2 separate regions of the Mus musculus genome follow, and region 1 is linked to region 2. A link is a contact called in public promoter capture Hi-C data. All regions are on one chromosome and are shown on one strand. Each heading gives the region's core, a stretch centred on a gene start, on an enhancer-like site or on the middle of the called end of the contact. The rest is flanking DNA. Distances are from core to core; before and after follow the strand shown. Region 1 holds the start of Pkdcc (protein kinase domain containing, cytoplasmic). Region 2 has its middle 36 kb from the start of Gm34686.

What was found. Promoter capture Hi-C pulls out the DNA fragments that hold promoters and counts their contacts.
Region 1: a promoter capture Hi-C map of liver shows a contact between it and region 2. The contact joins the promoter of Pkdcc here to the enhancer-like site in region 2. A contact is called at or near these places in 3 of 39 promoter capture datasets (3T3-L1-derived adipocytes and liver), 12 of 484 Hi-C or Micro-C datasets (the N1E-115 cell line, liver, nephron progenitors and 1 more), 7 of 115 datasets of contacts at active chromatin or transcription factors (bone marrow-derived macrophages, embryonic fibroblasts, embryonic forebrain and 3 more) and 1 of 9 other capture datasets (adipose tissue).

The regions. Positions count from the first base shown.
Region 1 is chr17:83,213,068-83,220,030 of GRCm38.p6, reverse strand. It overlaps Pkdcc (protein kinase domain containing, cytoplasmic), which reads right to left and starts at 4,748. Exons shown (of 7, transcript NM_134117.2): 1 at 3,927-4,748. The coding sequence starts at 4,565. It overlaps Gm34686 (a long non-coding RNA gene), which reads left to right and starts at 4,897. Exons shown (of 3, transcript XR_001782234.2): 1 at 4,897-6,963.
Region 2 is chr17:83,175,398-83,182,331 of GRCm38.p6, reverse strand. No RefSeq gene overlaps it. Among named protein-coding and RNA genes, the nearest start is that of Gm34686, 36 kb to the left of the region's middle. Within about 2 kb of position 3,356, at least 28 of the 459 cell types and tissues checked have an H3K27ac peak or open chromatin away from gene starts, as enhancers often do. A contact at or near this core is called in 3T3-L1-derived adipocytes, the N1E-115 cell line, adipose tissue and 2 more, where this site is marked.

The sequences.
Region 1 (6,963 bases), core at 3,499-5,998, 36 kb before region 2:
GGGGAGAGCCAGGGCAGGTCATTAGGTCACAGGGTAGGGAGACCAGGGAAAAGCCTGGGAAGTTTGGCCTCTGTTTCTTAGTTTCTACTGGCATGGTGACACCAGTCCTTCACCTCTTGTTAAAATCAGGGAAATGGGCAAACTTAGCCACCATGTCCCAACCAGGCACAATGCTAAAGGTATTATGCGCTTAATTCAGTTCTTATCTCTAAACTTCATTTTACTGTATTGTTGTGGTGTGGTATGATTGAGCGTGTGCGCTGAGGTCAGAGGGTGGCTCTCAGGAGTCAGTTTTCTCCTTCCACTGTGTGTTCTAGGGAGGGAGTGCAGGCCATCGGGCTTGGTGCCACGCACGTTTAACTACTGAGTTATCTTGCTAGTCTTTCTGATTCTTGAAATCTCCTTGGTGGCGTGTAGCTAGGGCCTCTATGCCTGATTTGGTGTGGGGAAGTTGATTCAAGCGAGGTTAAATAGGTCATACAGCTAATAAACACAGAGCTAGGATTCAAATGGGATTTCACAACCTGGTTTTCCTGCTAGTACGCGGCTCAGCAAATGACCATCTGATTCTCCCCCCTCCCCCAATCTGTGTGGATGTCTCTACCATCTCAGCTCTCTAAAGCCAGAGAGGCCCGTCTGGTGTTCCTCAAATATGTGTGTAGGTGACATACAGGGAGAGCCAGAAAGAGGCGGCTCTCAGGGAAGGTCTGTGTGAGAGGATGATAAGTTGCTATGCACTCTCTCTCTCTCCTCACCCTGGGGAGGGTCCCTGGTACCACCCGACTAGGCAGGAAAAGCCTTTAACATTAACACCCACTTCAGCATTCTCCTAGGGTGGCCTGCTTCTCAACATTTCTCCCAACACACTGCATAGCTCTGGCTTACAATGGATGCCAAACAGCCAGCATCCTATGGAGCAGGAGCACAAAGGCTGAGTTGTCCAAGCCCTACAAGGGAAAGTGAAGATCTCTGTGGCAGAGGGTTGAGATGGGGGACAGGGAGCCCACGGCCTAAATGTGCTGTACACAGCAGCTCCTCTTGCCCGCATCCTCCCCAGCTGCCCTGCTTGCCCCGAACACCCACGCTCCTCCCAGGAGCCCTGATCCTGTCCCACCAGAGAAGATAGACTCAGTCTTAGTCTACCAGATTACCTGGGCTGTGCCTTGAGGGACAAGGGGGCCGCCCTGGGGACCCTCTTTCTCTCTCCCTCCATATCCCCAGTCAGCCCAGGAAGGCCCCAGACTCAGGATGGACTTTGGGGACGGTAAAGAGCAGCCCTGAGGCCTGGTTCTCATTTTCTTGCTCCAGTGTGAGCCTTTGTGGGAAACTTCTGAAGGTTATTAAACACCCAGAGGTCGTTAAATGCACTATTAACGAGGTATTAATCAACACCCCTCAGGAAAAAAAAAGACACCATTAACCCCACCACCACCACCACCACCACCAGGAAGCATGAAGCTGAGGAGTTGTATCTTTTGTTCTTTTGGGGAAGAGAAATTCAGTCTAGCATGGTCAGAATCTGCAGCCCAGGCTGGCCTGGTGAGGTCCGAGGATGATGGGGTGGGGAGAGGGAAGACTCTTGTGCCCTTTGACCCCGAGTGGCAGAGGCATCTATCCTGGGAGGAAGAAAGTATGTGGAGAATAAAGAGGGTCCAAAAGACAGGAAGATCCCCAGGTGGCCAGAGTCTGTGCTGGGCAAGGCACAGTGGCCCTCCATGGCTGCCCTGTATTCCACTAGGAGAGCCCACAGTGTAACTTCAGGCTACCCAGAGCTGGGTCTCAGGAGCCTGCCATACTTTAGAAAGTCCTCTGGCTCCTCCCTAGGTCAGCAAACAGTCAAACGGTTTTGAACTTTTAAATGATTAGGAGCTATTAAAACAACGTGGTGTCTAGTTCCCGGCACACACCGTTCTAAGGCCTTTTGAGCCTTCTGAGTCTTTTGAAGACCCACGGCAGGCTGTGCTGGCCACAGAGGCAGCCTAACTGAAGAAGTCAGAAGGGACATGGCGTGGTGGTCAGAGAACGAATGAGAGGATCTCATCCCCAAAGCTGTCCCCAAGTCCCCTAGGGACTTCCACTTTCTCTAGGACTCGAAATCCTTCTGTCCTAGGGGTGTTCGCTCCTCAGACTGGAAGTCTCACAAACAATCCTGAGAGATGCCATGCTGGAGAAGGCATGGGCGAGACATGTTCCCTTGTAATGTCTTGTCTTTCTCTGGTGCCCTCATTACTAGGGGTGGGGGGTGGGGGCAACGTTACAGACAAGGACCACTCTGTGGATCTGGTTGTAGGTGTAGTCGGTGGAAATGCATGGTGGAAATGCATGGTGAGGCCATCAAGGGAGGAATCCCTATGGCTAGGAAGGCCCAACTGAATGACAAACCTGTCCTGAGAAATGGCCTTGAACAGTTAACAAACACCAAATGCCCCGCTAAGTCACTTGGTCAAGGCCTCTCCATCCTCCTCAGAATCTGGCTGGCACCTCAGGGTTTCCAGAAAATTCCCAAGAACCCAGAAGAGGGAAAAAAAAAACAACCAAGATCCTCCCAGTTAGAATGGCCACGTAACCAGCCGCTCACTCCCTTAAGCTCCAGTCACAGTGTTAGCCATGCAGCCAGACATAAACACACACAATGGGTGTTTGGGACCAAATGCAGGGCCTGGGACCTTGACAGAACTTGTCACAAGAGTATGGCCAGGACTGGGGGCATTAGTTCTAGGGAGACTTGGAGCCACTAGGAGTACAAGTAGTATTGTGGCCTCTTTATTCTGTGGTCCACAGATCCCTCGAGGCCTGGGGCCCCCTTCTCAGTGCTGAGGGAAGAAAAGATGGACTGCTGTGCCTCTGGCCAGCTCTTTGGGTATAGAAAAGTGACTCTGAGGGTGGGTGGGTGGTATGGACAGCTGGGGGGGGGGTTGCACACACTTATGTTACCCAGCCAAGAGCAGTCAGGGGTCCCCTTTCAGTCACCTCACACATATGCATAGAGAGTAAGTAGTCTTATCCAAGGCAGAGAACTCAGAGAGGGGAAGTGGGTTTATGTTTGGATGGCGGTGGCATTGTGAAGGTCTGTTCTAAATGCAACCTTGGATGGACGAGATGTGGGGGTGCATCCTTCTTGCCTGTGCCCCCAATGAACAAGGACAGAGTTTCTCGCTAGGAAAGTATGCATCTAGCTTTTTGAACCGTCTAGCCTCTTGGCTAAGCACACTTGCAAGAGTGTGGTATTCATACTAGCAGACCTGGAGTCTTCTGGCCTACAATCCTGAGGCTTCCCCTGTGGTTCAGCTGGACCCACTTGAAGTCCCAGGGAAGCCTGTGGTCACTTCTGGGAAAGGCTGTGTATTTTCTGGCCTCTTTTATCCCTTTCAATGGCCTGTGAGCCCAGTGAGAAATGAGGGTCTCCCTGAAGATCAAGTCAGATCCATGGTCTCCTTTTGGGCCCCTCCCATACCCACTGAGGCTTAACATCACCTCCAAAGCCAGACGTGTCGCTGGACTTTGAAAAAAGTATGGTTCAGGCTCTACCAATATGGGGGATCCTATTTCTGCATCTGGGAGCTGACTGAAGCTGGATGTTGGAGTTGGACCTGAGGTCACTATGACTGGAGATAATACTCCACCAGCTTTAGCCAGCAGCAGGGTCCTCTGTGGTCACAACTCCTAATCACTGCCTTATCACCAGCTTGGGACCCTTCTGGTCCTTGCCTCTGTCTTTACGGGATGCGTTTAAGCTGGTACAGGGTTCTACCCAAAGGGTGAGAGACCCCGGCAGGGTGGTGCTGAGTGTGGTTCCCTAATCTGGGTTCTGCACCTAGCTGCAACTGGGCAGTCTTGGACGCCCTGAGACTTATTTACTCCGTAAGACCAAGGAGTCTTTCAGAGTGGCCAGCCAGCCCCCTCATCCCGGAACCCCACTGTCGTACCTGCAGCACGTTGGGGTGCCGCAGCCGCTCCAGCAGCACCATCTCTTTGAGCAGCTTGTGGGCCGCCAGGCGATAGCAGCCCCTTCGCGCCCCGAACTCGCGCACGCAGCTGCCCAGATCGTGGCCGCTGAAGTCCACTGCTTTAAGCGCCACCGCGGCGCCGCCGGGCAGGCGGACCCGGTACACAGCCTTAGTGTAGCCTGAGCCCACGTACTGCGCGCCAGACACGTTGCGGAGCGCGGCGCAGCCTAGGCGCGGGCCCGGGCCGGGGGAGCCCGGGCCGGGAGCAGGGGGCCAGCCCGGAGCGCCGTCGGGCGGGGACCGGACCCGCGGGGGCCGGGGACGCTGCAGGCCCGGCCCGCCCGGAGCCAGGTCCATCAGGCGCCGCCGCTCTGGCCGGCCCGCTCCCGGCCCCGGCCCCCCGCGGGAATAGCGCTGCACCTCCTCGTAGCGCTCCCGGATCTGCCGGGCCAGCTCCCCACGGCCCCCGCGACGGCCCGGGCCCGGGGCTGCCGAGGACCCCGGGGACTGGCCTGGCCGCGGAGGCTCCGAGCCCGGTGCGAAGAGCACGTTGAGGACGGAGCCCAGCAGGAAGGAGGCGCAGAAACCAGCGGCCACGGCCGCCCGCCGGCGCCGCATCGCTCCCCTCCCCCCGGCCGGCCGCGCGCCGCTCCCCGGCCCCGGCCCCGGCCCCGGCCCCGGGCGGCTCAGGCTCCGAGGCGACTCGGCTTCGCGCCGCGCCGGCCCCCTGCCCAGCCCGCGCGCATGGCCCGGGCAGCCCCGACCCCGGCCCCCGGCGGGCGGCACATCGGCCTGACACTTGCCTCCCTCCCGCCCTGCCCCCGCCGCTTATAAGGCCCGGAGCCACCCCCGCGCCCGCCCCTCCGCCAGCGCCTCCCCGCGCCCGGCCGAGCCAGTCCTCGGCGCCGCCCCCTCTGGCCGCCCGGGCCGGCCTTCCCCGCTGACTGACAGCGGGACCTCCTCCCGCGGCCAGCCGGGCCTGGGAAGCGGCGCGGAGGCGGCTCCGGCCCTGCCCGGCGCGCGGCCCCCCGAGCTCGGGTTGGGGAGCGGGGGAGGGGGAGGGGGCGGCCGCGCGCAGGGCTTCCAAGCCCGAGGCCAGGCTGGATAACGGGACCCGGAGGCCGAAAGCGGAGCTGGCCGACCTGGTGCGGGGAGTTGGAGGGGCGAGGCCGGCGGGTAACGGGCTCCAAGGGGCAAGCCGCCAAGGCCCGGGTGCGGGGATCTCAGGGGTACACGCTGCCTCCTGGGGGAGGTGGGGAGTCGGGGCTGCAGTGCAGTGCGCAGGGGTTCCTCCTTCTGCGGGTGAGGCTGCTCTGGGACAGCCCGGGTTCAGGGTGTGATGAAGGGCGGCGCACTGGGGAGGCTGCCCCGCACCTGCGAGAGCGCGAGGGGTGGGGACTGTGGTCTCAGAGTTAATCAGGAGGTTTCGGAAGAATTCTTTTTTTTTTTCAACTGTCTTCTACCAGGACTTTCTGATTTTCCTGGTTCCCGAATCCCCACATCTCGACAACACAGCTCCATCCCCATCCCCGAGAACCTCGATCTTTGACCCGCCAGTAGGGGGTCGGAACCGTATACAGCGAGTGCATTAGTGTCCACGCACATCTGTCTGTGGAATGTGTGCATCCGCATGTCCCGAGGGGCTACTGTGTCTCTAGGATGGGAGTGAGTGTGTGCCCTGTGTGTTAGTGCTGACTCCATCAGAACTTCTGGTCCCTCCTCCTCCCTCCCTGATTGCATCATTAGTGCTAATTGAGGGGCTTTCACACGCCAGTGCATTAGCTGTTTGGAGTGAGCTCCCCCCTCCTGCGAGATAAGCTGCCGCCCCTCCCCCTCGTGGCTCTCCACTTCCCTAGGGCACTGAAACTGTCCACCGAGGTCGTCTCACTTCCTCAGGCTCCCTCCTGCTTTGCTCTGGGCAGGAAAAAGTTATCTCTCTTCCTGCAGTGCCGTGGATTCGGCTGGAGCGACGGCATATGGGGTAAAATTTAGGGGCTGGAGAAAGAATCCAGAGCCGCCTTTCTGAGGGGCTTTCTAGGAAGGAGGGGTTTTCCCTCAAGAGGTCTCCTGTTCCTATCCAACGCAGGGAGGAACTCTGTGACAGGGAATAAAACTTGCGGCTAGCTCTTTTGGAAGTTCAGCCTGTGATCGCACTGAGGTAGGCCTTCTGGCTCTGACTGACTTCTTGGTCCCCTAAAACTCAGAAAGTGGGGACCATGCTGAGTTATTCGTCATGGGAAAGGCAGGTTGAAGGAGGCCATGATTCCCCCTGAGAGATTTGGGTGGGTTTGATGGAGTGTGCGCTATAGGTCTGTTCCTGTTTAAGCTGCCCCGCCCAGCTCTGGCCCATAGCTGCTGGGAGGTTGGGGAGGGGGCTGTCTGAGCAGATGCCCTCCCCAGCCCTCACACCAGATGTCTTTGGTCTAATTAACTGTGCTGGGAAAACCAACCTGGGTTTGTAAACATAGCTACTGGCTAAAGTCAACAGGGAACAGGAGCAAACAGTCCCCTTCACTGAGCCTCATCTAGACCCAGCACCCCAGGGAAGGGAGCTGGGGGGGGGGATCAGAAATGCCCTGGCCCACAGATGAGTCAAAGAAAGACTGTCTGCCTGGGTGACCCCAACGTGACTACTATTCCCTTGCTAGTTCTACAGTGTCTACTCAAGAAGTGTGAGGACCAGCTAGCTACCATGCCCAGGAGAGGTTTGACTTCTGGCGGTTTCACCTCTGATGGCTGCACAACCAAACACTGTGTATGTGTGTGGCATATTTCTTGAAAAGCTTTCTTCAGATCCTCTGCATGTTCATGTCTCGGAGAAGCGTCCGTGGGGAAGGATTTGGCATCGTGAGTGTACAGCTCAGAGTTGGTGAATAGAATGTGAACATTGTTAACTTCATTACACATCATGTAGGTATTATAATAACATGTTCTGAAATTAGATAATTATTCCTGTGATATCTCTGCCAAGCTTTGGTGTTTCTGTTATGGTTTGAAAGTTCAGTGCACAACAGGG
Region 2 (6,934 bases), core at 2,107-4,606:
TGTAGCCTGAACTAGCAGACCTGAGACCTGGCTCCAGTTCTGTCCTGTGTGCTAGGGAGGCCTTAGGCGACTCACCTTGCTTTGAGAGAGGCCGCTTCACTTAGCTGCAAGAGGGGTGAGGGCCATAAAATCTGCAGCAGAGCCTGTCTCATAATTACACCCTTGCTACACTGAGGACACCCCTGCCTTGCCAGCCATGAAGCCTCACACGGGACATGCTGGTTGTACTTTCTGGCATGTTCTGCTTGCTAAGTAAAACAGGGCACACGTCTGTTCTTGCAGGCGGGTCTTCCATGCTTCAGGTCAGTTAAAGGGTGTGCCTTTTGCCCTCTGCTTCAAATCTGATTGGTGAACTCTAGAGATCCCTGGAGCCTCCAAAGTATATGACGAGTTCTCTGTTTCCCAAATAACGCAAGTTAAGGAAATAAGTTTATAGCTGTTGGCCTGGGTGTCAGTGACTGTCAGTGCCTGCAGGAAGATGGCAGCATAAACGTGTTTGCATGCTGAGTCAGGGAGCATTCTGCCGGGTTAAAGGAGAAAGGACTATGGGCGTGGGAGTGTACCCATGACATAGTTTTCCTCCTCCTACGAGGGGGACAAGGCCTGGCTTGTGTGTCAGAGTCTCATGCTGGTGTTGATTAGACTGCACCTGACTGTCATCCTGGAGCTTTATAAAGGGAGGATGTGGTAGGGAGAGTCGGAGGCAGGAGATTAGACAGAACTTCAGTAACATGAAATGGTGCTTGGACTCAAAGGGAAGAAGGAGGTATCTCATGGGCCATTATTTATATCAATTAAAAATACTATTTGTTTTAAAGGAACACAACAATGATGCATATGGATAGTTGTGGGTAGAGGATGGAGATGAGGTTTGAGGATAAAAGGGAATTTCTCAAAGCTCTGTCTGTAGCGGTAGCCTCTTTTCCACTCCGTGTTTCCACGTTCCCTTCTCACTTACCCATCTCCCTTGAGCTTGCCCATGCCTGGCTGCCAGCAGTTAACATAGATGAGTATCTCTGGGAGAGTGGGGATCCAGAGAAATTGAGGGGACCACACCCTATTAGTCACGGAGTCTGGATGCTGCCCAGCAAATGTGTCCTGAATGCATTGAAGAAATAAATGCTGGTTCTTCTGTCGTCTCCAGCAGATGCCTTTATCTCCCTGACCTTAGATTCCCATAGCTGTCGAGGCAGCGGTGATAATTACAATTCTTTTCCAGGGTCATTGTGAAGATGAGCTGGTACTGGTATGTTGGGTGTTCTTTAACTGCAAAGAGGCATCCAGGTCAGGAGAGAGGGGGCAGAGCAGAGGGCAGCAGCTCAAATCCCAGCTCTGCTTGTGCTAGCTTCCGGCTTTGAAGAGCGGAGTTCTCACTCTGCATCAGGTTTTACATTCTATAAAATGAGCATCACTGATGCTGACCGTAAAGAGCCTGTCCTAAGGGTTATTGACAGTGCCAATGGAGTCCTTGCTGTCTAATAGTAGATGTCCAGAAAGCCAGAGATCTCTACTTTCATTAACCTATTTATTTAGTGGATAATTGGTGAGTACTAGTGTGATTTGAATGTTTTTGTTCCCCCACCCCCAGACCCAGACATTGAAATCCTAATCCCCTCGAGGCCATGGTGTTAGGAGGGAGGCGATGGAGTCATAGCGTTGGCTCCCTTATTAAATGATTGATGCTCATTGGTAAGAGGCTCCAGGGAGCTGCTATGTGTCTTTTGCCATGTTAAGAACAGATACGATGTTCCATCTATGAAGCAGAGAGGGGGTCCTTACCAGGTACAGAATCTTCTGGCGCCTTGATCTTGGACTTCGCAGTACACTATGGGACTTTGCTCTCGTGTCTTAGAGTAGCTAAGAGAGCATCAGTGTTGTGCTAGACAGAGGAAAAGACTCAAGAACTGTGACTTTCTGCTGTGGAAAAGGAGCAGGTAGGCATGTTAGTTATCTATGTCTGACAAACAAGTCGCCTCCCTCCCGGAATTTAGCAGTGAAAATAGCAATCTGGTTACCCCAGTGTTCTCGTGGGTCAGGGTTCAGGCACAGCTTAGGTTTGAGATGGCTGCTACCCTAGCATCACCTAGGGCTGTATTCACACTGTGGTTTGGATTGGAAAGGGAGGTGAGGGCTGTTGTACTGGTTCGGCAGAGTCTCTTGGGTCTCTTTGCCTTGTGGACATATTGTGCTTCAGTTCATCATGTGGCATCTGGCTCCCTTCAGCACCAGAACACGTGTCCTGGTCCTGCTGATGCAATGTGACATTGTCTCTGCTTCATTGTCTTCACTGGGAGTAAAGTCACTAAATCCAGTCCTGGCGCAAGGGGAAGGCGATGACACATGGATACAAGGTAATCGAACAGGCCATCAGATAGATCCAGTCAGTCTATGTAGGAATTGTCCTTTTCAAGTGCAGTGACGTTGCCCAGGACCAGAGGTGACAGAGAAATTCATCACTATACACAGCAGAGTCAAGGGGTTTCATTTTGAGAGCACAATCCAGCTTTGCTTTCTACAAGGACTACGCATGATCAAGTAACTAGGAATTATTTATTTATCCATGTAGTGATGTGGGCCGAGCATCCTGGCTAATTAGGCCCTCTGGCTGAGTGCAGGGGCTGTTTCATCTTTCAAGGAAACAGCATTTATTTATGCGGATGATTATGTTCCTGTTAGTCCATGTAAAACAGTGTGTGCATGTATGTGTGTGCATGTGCATGTGTGCATGCATGTGTGTGTGTATGTGTGTGTGTGTGTGTGTGTGTGTGGTTGTACACGCATGCATGTGCATGTGTATGTGTGTCTGTGTGTTTCTATCTTCTCTGCCTCTTGGGTCCTGCTCCTCCCTGGGCCTACAGACCCCTGGGTTCACCTTTCTTCTGTCCCCCATGCCCTTTGTCAGGAGGTCACGTGTGAGGAAACAAGCCCCACATGGTTTTAATCATTTTGCTATAAAAGCTGAGCTGCTCTCTGCTTTGATCAGGGTTGAGCTATGGAGGAAGGGCTGGGGGCCTGGCTGGCCTGTCCGTGAAGCCCTCTGCATGCAGCTCCCACATCAGACCACAGCCATAAAATGGAGCACAGCTCATTAATTCTCCCTCTTAACCAGGGCACCTGACAAGAACTGACTTTGAAAACCCGGAGGACGGATGGGTGGGCGGGTGGGCGGCTCTTGGTCTAGGGGAGAAACATCTGTTTCCAGGTCCCTGGCTGTTAAATTGACATCTTTTTATTTGAAAAATTTCTTTTATTTCGCAACTTCCTGCAGTTGGCAAGGTCTCTTGTGCCAGGGGATAGACCGTATGACTTTGTGGGTGACGTGAACTGAGTGGCCTGGCTGTCCAGCTGAACAGACCTCCAGGTGCCACCGTAGGCAGCTTGGCCCTCTGTCAATTATTAAACCGGAGTTAGTGCAGAGAACATCAAACTCCGTAAAAAAGCAAAATGGCCTTGAAATTAAAAACCTTGTGAATGTCCTTGAGCCTCCATATGAGAAATATTAGTGCTGAAGAGTTATAAAATTCACCTCGAGCCCAGTATGTTTCATCACGTCTCTCCTCTCTCCACGTAGCAATCAAGCTTCCTTAATAAGAACAACTCAGACCCCTGCTGTGGTCTACAGCCTTCATCCTGCAAGCTGAGAGAGCCATTGGTAACCAAAGACCAAGGTTTGACCTTTAACCTTGAACTGTTAAAGGTCACTGACAGAGGCTGAGTTGGTCATCCTTTTATCCTAAGAAGGATGAGAGCCTGGACTTCCCAGGACAGGCAGCTGGAAGGGCTGGGGGGACCATCCTGTCTATTTCTTCTTTGTCTTGTGGGCCTGGGCATTATTTTTACCATGACCACATGGACACATAGCAGACAGCAGACATCGGTTAACCTTTGAGGAACAAAAAAGTGGATGAGCTCTAAAGGACCATTTGATGTGCGTGCGCTCATGCGCTCATGTGTGGTACTAGAAGATGTGTGTGTGTCAGTGCATCTGTGTGGAAGTGTTGGTTCCCAGGTGTGTTTCTGAAGCCGCGTGCCTGTGAGATGAGTGAGTGACTCCCTCTGTCAGGGTGTCGTTTGTGTGCTCAGGTACACAGAGAAGGACTACATGAAGCAGCGCTCTGCATTTGTGGACAGCATGACTTCCTAAAAACAACATCCTTAGTGGTTTGACTTTGCCAGTGGCTCAGCTCAGTGAAAGATTTGCAACATGCCCACTGTATCCCCGGGAAGCCCTCAGGGAGGCTGTAGGCTGACCAGTCACTTTGTCTGAGTCCCTGTCTTTCAAAACTTATCAAACCGTTTAATTTTGTGCACTGCGCTTCAGTCCCTCCCCCACCCATTTTTAAAAAGATGACTTATTTTACTTTGTGTGTATGCGTGCTTTGCCTGCATGAATGACGTTACCATGTACGTGTCTGTTGGATCGCCTGGAAATGGTTATAGATGGTTGTGACCTATCATGTGGGTTCAGGGAATAGAACCTATGTCCTCTGCCAACTAAGGGAGTCCTTCCTGGAAAGCAACTTGAAACAATGTGACACAGAGTAAACGGGCGGTTGAGCATCATAGCAACGCCTTCCATTATTTCCAAGTCTTTTCTCAAACCCCACGTCTTAAGTCAGGGTCACTATTGTTATGAAACACCACGACCACAAGCACTTTAGGGAGGAAAGGGTTTATTTAGCTTGCATTTCCACACTGTAGTCTATCATTGAAGTCAGTCAGGACAGGAGCTCACACAGGGCAGGAGCCTGGAGGCAGGGGCTGATGCAGAGGCCATGTAGGGTTGCTGCTTTGCTCCTCATGACTTGTTCAACCTGCTTTCTTATAGAACCCAGGACCACCAGCCCAGAGGTGACACCACCCACAATAGACAGGGCCTCTCCCATCAGTCACTAATTTAAAAATGCCCCACAGGCTTGCCTACAGTCAGGTCTTTTGCAGGGATTTTCTTAATCGAGGCTCCCTCCTTTCAGATGACTCTAGTTTGAGTTAAGTTGACACGAAACTGTCCAGCACACCCTGTTCTTCTGTTGACGTCTTTTATTCTTCTTTCACCACATGGTCAGTTTCCAGAGAATCATGTGCAGTCCCTTAGGCAGTGTTGGCCAGACCACTCACCCAAGCAGGAATGACCCAGAGAGCGAGGCTCTGAGGAGGCAGCCCCCTAAGCATTCCTTAATTTCTCAGCATCATGGGGTGGAGACCTGGGATAGCCCCAGGCAGTGTGTTTCCTCTTCCCTCTCTGTACTTAGCTTGGGGTGAAGAGGGGAGCCCAGATGCAAGGAAGGATCTGGTGCTAGCTTCCGATCGGTTTGGGGCCAAGCAAACAAGAAAGTCAGCATCCTGGTCACTCTGGCTTTTCTGTTGCAATGTGAATATATTAAAAGGCAACATTCCAGCTGTGCAAATCACCAGGCCATTGAAATAAAGGGTCTTTTAACTTTAACCATTAAAGATTTAACTAGTCAATAAATCCAAGTGTGTGTGGGGTTGTTTCCAAATGTTTACTACATTGCTCTTGCTTTGAATTCAGCAGCAAATGCCATGGTTGCACTTCCGTGGGAAAGACCTTCCCTTACAGTTGAAGTCGATGATGTCCCAGCCAAAGCCCAGCAAGAAGTCTCTATCTCCAGAAGGGTTGACTCACTCTCTTCTTAAATTTCCTTGGGAGTTAAGACGGCTCTGTTAGTTTTACGCACCAGTTTGCTTGCCGGATAAGAGGCCTGGAAGACCCTCTTGTTGCCACAGCTGGAACATGACTGACTAAAGTCACGCGAAATTTGACTTTTGGCATGGGCATCTTGGTGCTGGCTTTTCCAGATGCAGATTTCACAGAGGCAAAAAGGCCTATAGCTTTGGTGAAGAAAAATCTCAATGCCCTTTCTCTTAGTGTCTTCTGAGTGAGTTGGGTAATCAGGTTTTAGGCCTTGGCAATTGGGTTTCCCTCCCAAGACAGGGTCTCATTATGTAACAGCACTGGTTGTCCTGGAACTTGCTCTGTAGACCAGGCTGGCTTCCAACTCACAGAAAGTCATTTGACTCTGCCGCACAACTAGGATTAAAGGTGTGCCGCTGCCACCCCACCCCCACCCCCAGTGGCCCTGGCAATTTTAAAAAGAAATAAAGAAAAAGTTGTTATTGCGATTATTCTTCTTATTACTAGTGTTTTTACATTTCCAGCAGGCGCTGAGTCTGTTCACTAGTGAAATATGGGTTTTAATTTGCACAAACGTGAGAGCACAGAACTTAATGATCATAGCCACCATGGAGGTTAAAAAAAAATGAATAGAAGCTAGATAACTCTTGGCCATCAAAACAAAAGACAAACAGAAATCGGAAGAAGATCTGACACACTTGCTGAGTTATGTCATCCAGCTCCAGGACAGAGCCAGGTTCCAGCTGTGTGATCTTTCCTGCCCACTGACAGCTCTACAGCCCACTCCAGCACCCAAAAGGTTAAACTCAGGCTTAGACCCCCCTTTTTTTGGCCCCCAAGGGCTGTAGGGTGTTTACTCTGGGCTTCCTGTCTTTCAAAACAAACCATGTGGGAAATATTCTCTAAATTCTCCCTCTACTTGGGATACTTCCCTCTGAGGCGCTTTTACCTCTAAATAGGAGTTGATAAGCTGTCGTGATTTTGTTTAAGTGGTTTTACTTTGAGCCCAAAGATGTTTGACTTGACTGTGTCCCAGAGTAGAACTTCATAGTGGAGTACACACAGAGAGTTCAAATGGCAGGGGACACATCGGGTGGCAGCTGACCCCATGTGTTCTTAGCTTAGGTCAAGAATGGGTTGATTCATGACTGTCTTTTCCGCTATCATGACCTTGATCTTTGATTCCTGCCTTTCCATTGAGAAGGGAGTGTACCTCCCCGGGGGATAGGAAGCTTTTGCCCCCAGAGCTCTCTAGCACTATCCTTGAGCACGATGTGT